Regions from separate parts of the Mus musculus genome. Here region 2 is linked to region 1. A link is a contact called in public HiChIP or PLAC-seq data. All regions are on one chromosome and are shown on one strand. Each heading gives the region's core, a stretch centred on a gene start, on an enhancer-like site or on the middle of the called end of the contact. The rest is flanking DNA. Distances are from core to core; before and after follow the strand shown.

Region 1 (3,389 bases), core at 625-3,124:
TTTTGCCTCTTCACTCTGATGGCATGAGATCCTGCCATCATTTTTTGCCTAGCTCCCCAGAATGGCCTTCTGGCAGATCTTTTTGCTTTCTTTATGGACACACTTTGATTCATTCAGATTCAGCACTCATGGGAAGCCTTCAGAGTCATAAATCATATGTCCTCATGCCTCTATGAAGAACCTTCCTCCATGAATCCCCACCCTTCACTTCCTACCCCGTACCCCTGTGTCCTTATGCTCTCCAAGCTCCTGTCTTCCAGCCTTGTCACTGGATCTCCACACCGAGCACAGTACTTTCATTCTGTTCTCACATTTAGCAAACACTTTGCCTCTGTGGGACCTGAGTTTCTTATCCAGCTGGCCCCCTGGGATTCATCTGTGACTTAGTTATAAATGTGACCTCTGTCAAGAATTATCTCTTCCTGCATCAGATTTACTCTATCACAACACTATGCTGCTTCCTTCACTTTAGAGCACTGGTTACTACTTGAAAACACCTCTACTTTTGTTTCCTTGCTTCCTTGCCTTCTCCTTCTTGGTTCTGGAATATAAACCAGACTTCCACACACATACAGCAGGCACTTGACCACTGAACTGCACCATCACCTTTCAATTTTCTTTGTATCACCTCCCTAGCACTCCCTTCTCACCAAATTACAGCTCCACAGGCTAAGCATATCTTCCTCCCTTATCATTGTAAGATGCACAGCAACTGAGGTGGCAACAGAGCATGTGCAGCAATAAATTTAGACCCTGAGCCTAGAAAAGGGCTCAGTGATTAAGGTGCTTGCCTCATAAACATGAAGACCTGAGTTCGGACCCCAGCAAGCCAAGTAAGTTTCAGAAGGACATGGTGGTCTACTCGGAATTCCAGCCTTAGATGAATAAGATAAGACTAGCTACATTGTTGAATTTGGGGTTTGGATATGACACCATTCTTCAATGAATACTGTAGAAGGCCAGTGGACAACAATTCCTTATATCAGCCTTTGACCTTCACGTGCATATACATATATGAAAAACATGCAAACACACATACATGTACCACACATACACACACAAAAATAGAAAAAGGAAAAAATAAGTAGTAAAATAAATTTCATGAATCTTCTTTCAGAAGTCATTGGTTGTTATGTTAGGAAATAACTTTGACTCTTTGAAAACCTTTTGAATTAAAGGCCATTCCGGAAGTCAAAGTCTTGAGTTAAAAAGGAATAGGGTAATTGCCTCAGCTTGATGATGAGAAAATGAAGGTTAATAGGAAATTCTCCTCTTTGACACAAATCAGCATATTGCCTTAAAAGAAAGACACTGAAAAACCTGATCCTCTCCTCTCTAGAGACCTCTCTGTCTAGGATAGTGCCAGGTACACGGCTGACATCAGCAAGGCTAGTTCTGCCTTCAGACACATTAATGTACTAATTTGAGTGATTTCTGTTACTAGGGAAGAGAGAAATAAGCTCAGCTCCATAGCTCCAATATCCAACACACTGTATCACTCATAGGCATTCAAGAATCTGTCAGATTGTGAGCTAAAGCACTTTTCTTCATCTTGGCACATTGGGTAGAAATTTTACTCGCCTGCCATGTGGCTTCAGGGACCAGAAAACATAAACCTCTACACGACTTCCATAATAATCTTGTACTATGAAAAACAGTGCACATGCATGTATTAAATATCCACGTGTTCCAAGACATGTACAGCTTCATCAATGATTTGGCTATAGTTGATTTTATCTTTGCATTTTGAAGTTGATAGTATACTAGAAACAGACAAAAATTTTTGTCTTTTTACTTTACTGAGTCACACGTTGATCATCAACGTGTGACTCAGTAAAGTGGTTACAGGCTGTAATGGGGGAAGGCAAAGCTGAAGAAGACTTTCAAGGACACAATGAATAATGTTTGATGACTCATGGTAGAAAAGAAGGGGACAGAGCCATAGATGACTTTCTTGCTGGGCTGAAGGTGCAGAAAGCCCAGGATAGAATCATTTAAACAATGGAGTTCAGATGTCTAGAAATGAGGAACACTACAGACTGCATTTTCCCAGTGCTGCCTATTTGGACACTACTCTATCGAAGTTCAACTTTGAGAACTACCTTCAGTGAGCTCTGCATATATAACAAGTATGCGAATATGAACAGGAGACAATGCTTACACTTAAATAGATGGACTTTCAACCACAAAAAAGGGCCATATTCAAAGTCATAGTTCTCTGCAGTCATTCAATGGGTCAAGTAGCCTGTTGAAGAAGACACAGCATCTCCTCAGAGTCCATCTTCTTAGGAAGAGTTCAGATTAGTGTTCTAGGACACTCACGTTCATCTTGCAGTTGTCTTTGGTGACTGCCAAAACTGAATGACAGATTGTACCATGTATCAAGGGCTCACAGTTTTTCATAGTATATTTTTAGCAATTGAAAACTGGTATTTGGGGACTTCCAGACTTTACCACATGGGCCCTTCTAGGAGAGGAAGTTCAAAGACCTTGCTATGGTTAATTTTACAAAGCAGAAAGGTCATAAGTTTTCTTTTAATCTGAAACACAATATTTTATAGGAATTAAGAGTCTTTTTAATCTGTGGCTTTTGAATATGGAATGCAAACTTTAAATGGCTCATAATGTCTGGGTAAGGGCATTGCAATTGTGATTTAAAAGCTGAGTAATAGCCTGTATTCAATTAGATTCTTTCTGAGTTATAACATCCCTCTCATTTTAATGGAAAGGTCCTTGACCAATGATGTAAGCAACTGAAGACAAAATTCAACGATAAGCACCTTGGCTTGCACTCTTTGTTTCCTTCCAAACAATGTGCTATGGGCCAGATACTTCCAAAAGAAGTGCAGTCTCCAAGCAGGAGTAAATATTAACTCCTCAAATCTCACTGTGAATGATGCCATCAGAAAGTCAATGTAGTGTTATTTAACAGAAAACAATAAAAGTGTGTTATTCCCAGGAAAATGCATGGAACTGGACATTGTTATAAGTCTCACAAAGACAACTATTTATGCTTTCTTTCATAGTAAATCCAAAGAGGAAAAATGTGAAATAAAAGGGAACTATAGGGTATTTAGAAGGGAAAAAATGGGAGAATAAGAAATGGAGATGGAGAGGGTGAATATGATCAAAGTATATTGTATACATAAATGGTGTTGTTATAATGAAACCTCTTTGAATTATTAATACATTTTTAAAAAGAATAACAAATGAAAATAACAAAATTAGGGTAGTGATGCAATTGTAGCTCTTTGTTTTAAGGATTAGATAGAGAGGTCCTCTCTGTGCTTTCTTGTCCTCAGAATGCATGTTTACATGAAACTTTATGCATTAATGTTCATAGAGGCAAAGCCCCCAAATGGAAACAATCCAAATGTTGACCAACTAAC
Region 2 (3,389 bases), core at 528-3,027, 61 kb before region 1:
CTTTCTTTCTTTCTTTCTTTCTTTCTTTCTTTCTTTCTTCCTTCCTTCCTTCCTTCCTTCCTTCCTTCCTTCCTTCCTTCCTTCCTTTCTTTCTTTTGTCCTGAAACTTACTGATTATGCTAGCCTGGTGGACCAGCACACCCCAGTCATCTGCATTTTTCTCCCTATCCAGTAGTAGGGTTTCAGGTGTCTATCACCATAGCCTGCTCTTTTATGTGGAGTCCAGAGCCTAAACTCAGGTCTTTATGCAGTGCAACAAGCACTTTACCAACTAAGCTATTTCCTCAGTTACACAAAATATTTGTAAATTATTTTTTCTTATTCTGCTTATAGCCTGTTTTGATAAAGCTTACAAATACCAAATTTAATGTATATAGATCTATTTTCTGGTTAATTCCTGTAATTTCTTATGCCTTATAATCACTGCTAACCCCATAGGTTTTTTTTTTCCTTTTTAAATCCTTTATCCTTTCTCTCAAGTAAAGAATGATTATCCATTGACACGAGAGGAGATTTGAGAACCAAAGATCAGGCAGCCTTCTGTTCTATCTATATAGTGAATCTTCACATAGCAGATTCACAAGTCTCAACCTGAAAGTGAAATGTTTTAAAAATCCACTAACATTTTGAGATGATTCTGAAACAATAGAAGATATAAAAAATTTAAGTTTGGGCATGAAAAAGATACAGTGTATGCATAAAGTCAAATATAGCTTTAATTTTTACTTTTGCTCAAAGATCAAGAGATATGACAATAGTCTCAATGTGTGTTAAGTCTGGGCAGTGAAATCATTGCTGGTCGATGATGTGCACATAGAGGATAAACACCATCTTGAGGGACTCTTAGTTACAGTTGCCACCCCAAGACCTGCATCATAAACTATCCTCTGATACTGGAGAGTTTTCTCCACCCAGTGCCTTTGTGAACTATACAGTGCTCATGTCAAAATCTATCGTTAGCTCACAACCCGTGAAGCAGGAATGCTTCTCACAATTTTAAGATGGCATAAAATAAAGGGACAAAACCAAACATAAGGATGAGAACTGAGGAAAGAGGAAAGGCCGGAGGGATACAGAGAAGATAGATGATATACCAGATCTAAAACACTATGTAATCCTTCAATACTATAGTGACAGAAAAGTTTGATGACCCTCGTCTGGTAAATGGCAAGGCCTCAATCATTAGGGGATCTTCTTTTGTCCTTGATTTTGATTTCTGTATATATTCTATTATCCAATTGATCCAAAGAAACTTGGATTCTCTTCTGGGTGCCTATCGTTTACCTGAATGAAGCTAATGTGGTTAAGTAGTGACTTTTAGATTTGGAGTCAAAAGAACAAAGGTCTGATTTAATGAGAACCCAGATGACCTGGACATTGTGTTTGACATAGGGGAAGATGTCTGTCTGTCTGTCTGTCTGTCTGTCTGTCTGTCTGTCTTGTCCTTTGAAGCACCAGAATATTTGCCTTACAGAATCTCACTGTACAACAACTAGTACTTATGTTGGTTGCTCTTCTTAGCACACTGACAAAATACATACAAAAGCAATTTAAGTGAGAAGGGATTTATTTTTGGTGTATAGTTCTGGGAGATGTCAATCCATCAGAGTAGAGAAGGTATAGAAGTGCTCATGGTGATATAAACATATGGCAGAGACTTCTCACTCTGCAAAGAAGGATCTAGAAGTAGAGTGAGCAAGAGTGGAACTAGGGTGGGGCTATAACCTCCAAAGGTCTGTCCCTCCTTACCCACTTCCTCCAACAAAGTACCACACCTTAGATACTCCTTAGCCTTTAATATAGCACCACAAGCTGGGGAACCAAAGTGCAAAGTATTAAGTGTGTGGGAGACACTTCAGAGTCAACTGCAGCAATGTTATACAGTGGTGGAAGAGTGCAAGCGTGCAGGCTCCCTTAGCCTATAAGAAATCCTTTCTAGTCTGCTACCCACTGGGTATCTCGTGCATCAAGCCAAGGAGGCCATTTGCCTTAGGAATTAAAGTGTTTCTTCCTTATCCATACTCAGAGGATGCTACCGAGAGTGTGGCCCAAAACCAGAGGCTAAGGAGCTAATACAGCTCAGCTTGGCTTGCTCTTCCCTCTGCATTTGGATCTCTTTTCAACATGTAAGCACAATAATCCTTGTTTCTTTCTCAAGTCCTTTAAACATCAGGATAAAAAGAAAGATGAAGGAAGGAATTATTTATAAAAATAAATATTGCATGCTTCTTATTTGTTTGCTTACATATATGCTTAGTGAACAAAATAAGGACCAAAGAGGAGTCTGATATGGGCACTACTTCAGAGGGAGAAAAATAATCTCTTTATATCTTTCTACTAAATAGTCTACATTTGCTGAGGGATTCTTCACATTCTTTGCCAGTTGTTGAATGGCTCTATGAGATTGAAGCTTTTAAGGTCTCTAAATCCCAAGTCAATGTTCTGCCTCCACTTTAGTGAGGATGGATTTGAATACACGGACTTAAGACTCCCCCAGGAAGGGAATCCCATGTAAATAATGGAAACTGAGTGTAAATGGTGTGCCAAAGATAGTATAACACAAAGCCTAAAAGCCTAGAGAGTCTTTGGCAGTAATCTTTGCCTGTGAACTCATTTTCAAGTGAATCGTGATGCCACAGAAAAGAGACAAATGCTTTGAGTGTCTTCTATGGGGAGAAGAATTAATTGAATATGCTTGAAGCTTAGTAATTAACAAAACAAATCTTTTAGGAAAAGGCTTACAGAACTCAAATAGCATATGGAATCTACTTGTCCCAGTGACAGTGCATCATTATAGTGTTCTAAGTTGCACCAATTTTGAAAATGATAAGGAACAAAAAATACATTAAAATTAAAACACAGAATAGAATAAATAAAAGCAGAAAGTCATGGGTGTTATGGGAGATGTGGTAACCAGGCATGTAAATCAAAATCAATGCATAGATTCAACTATATAGATAGATGTAGGTACATGTAAATAAATGTGTGTGTGTATGTGTGTGTGTGTGCGTGTGTGTAAACTATTCTAACAGTGATATAATGCTTTTGGAGGAACCATTGTATAAACATTGTAAAGATTATGTTACCCAGTAAAAATATTTTATTATATGTCTAGAAAAAGGATGAATTTAAATTGTTGATAATTAAAACAAAACCCTTAAATTTTGAAATATAATTAAATATAATTTTTAAGTGTGACATATTTGCTTTCAGTATTTCTTTGCCATGTGAAAGAGTTGATTTAGGCTCATCCTTCAACTCTAGTATTCAATATGACCCTAATTCTAAACACTGATCTTATGAAATAATAATGATGTAACTGGGAAATTGAAAAAAAAAAGTAGTAATTCAATTGAAAAGTCAGTCTTCTGCAAGTCAAATATGAAGGT

What was found. HiChIP or PLAC-seq counts read pairs in DNA pulled down with a chosen protein or histone mark.
Region 2: a contact with region 1 is called in a BATF HiChIP or PLAC-seq map of CD8 T cells, with 18 read pairs. The contact joins two enhancer-like sites. A contact is called at or near these places in 1 of 15 datasets of contacts at CTCF or cohesin (CD8 T cells), 12 of 484 Hi-C or Micro-C datasets (B cells, CD4 T cells, CD8 T cells and 8 more), 6 of 115 datasets of contacts at active chromatin or transcription factors (CD8 T cells, the HPC-7 cell line, bone marrow-derived macrophages and 3 more) and 3 of 9 other capture datasets (adipose tissue, bone marrow-derived macrophages and liver).

The regions. Positions count from the first base shown.
Region 1 is chr1:80,640,511-80,643,899 of GRCm38.p6, reverse strand. All of the region lies in intron 2 of Dock10 (dedicator of cytokinesis 10), which reads left to right. Among named protein-coding and RNA genes, the nearest start is that of Dock10, 120 kb to the left of the region's middle. Within about 2 kb of position 1,874, at least 58 of the 459 cell types and tissues checked have an H3K27ac peak or open chromatin away from gene starts, as enhancers often do. A contact at or near this core is called in CD8 T cells, where this site is marked.
Region 2 is chr1:80,701,834-80,705,222 of GRCm38.p6, reverse strand. The region is part of intron 1 of Dock10 (dedicator of cytokinesis 10); the gene reads left to right. Among named protein-coding and RNA genes, the nearest start is that of Dock10, 55 kb to the left of the region's middle. Within about 2 kb of position 1,777, at least 13 of the 459 cell types and tissues checked have an H3K27ac peak or open chromatin away from gene starts, as enhancers often do. A contact at or near this core is called in CD8 T cells, where this site is marked.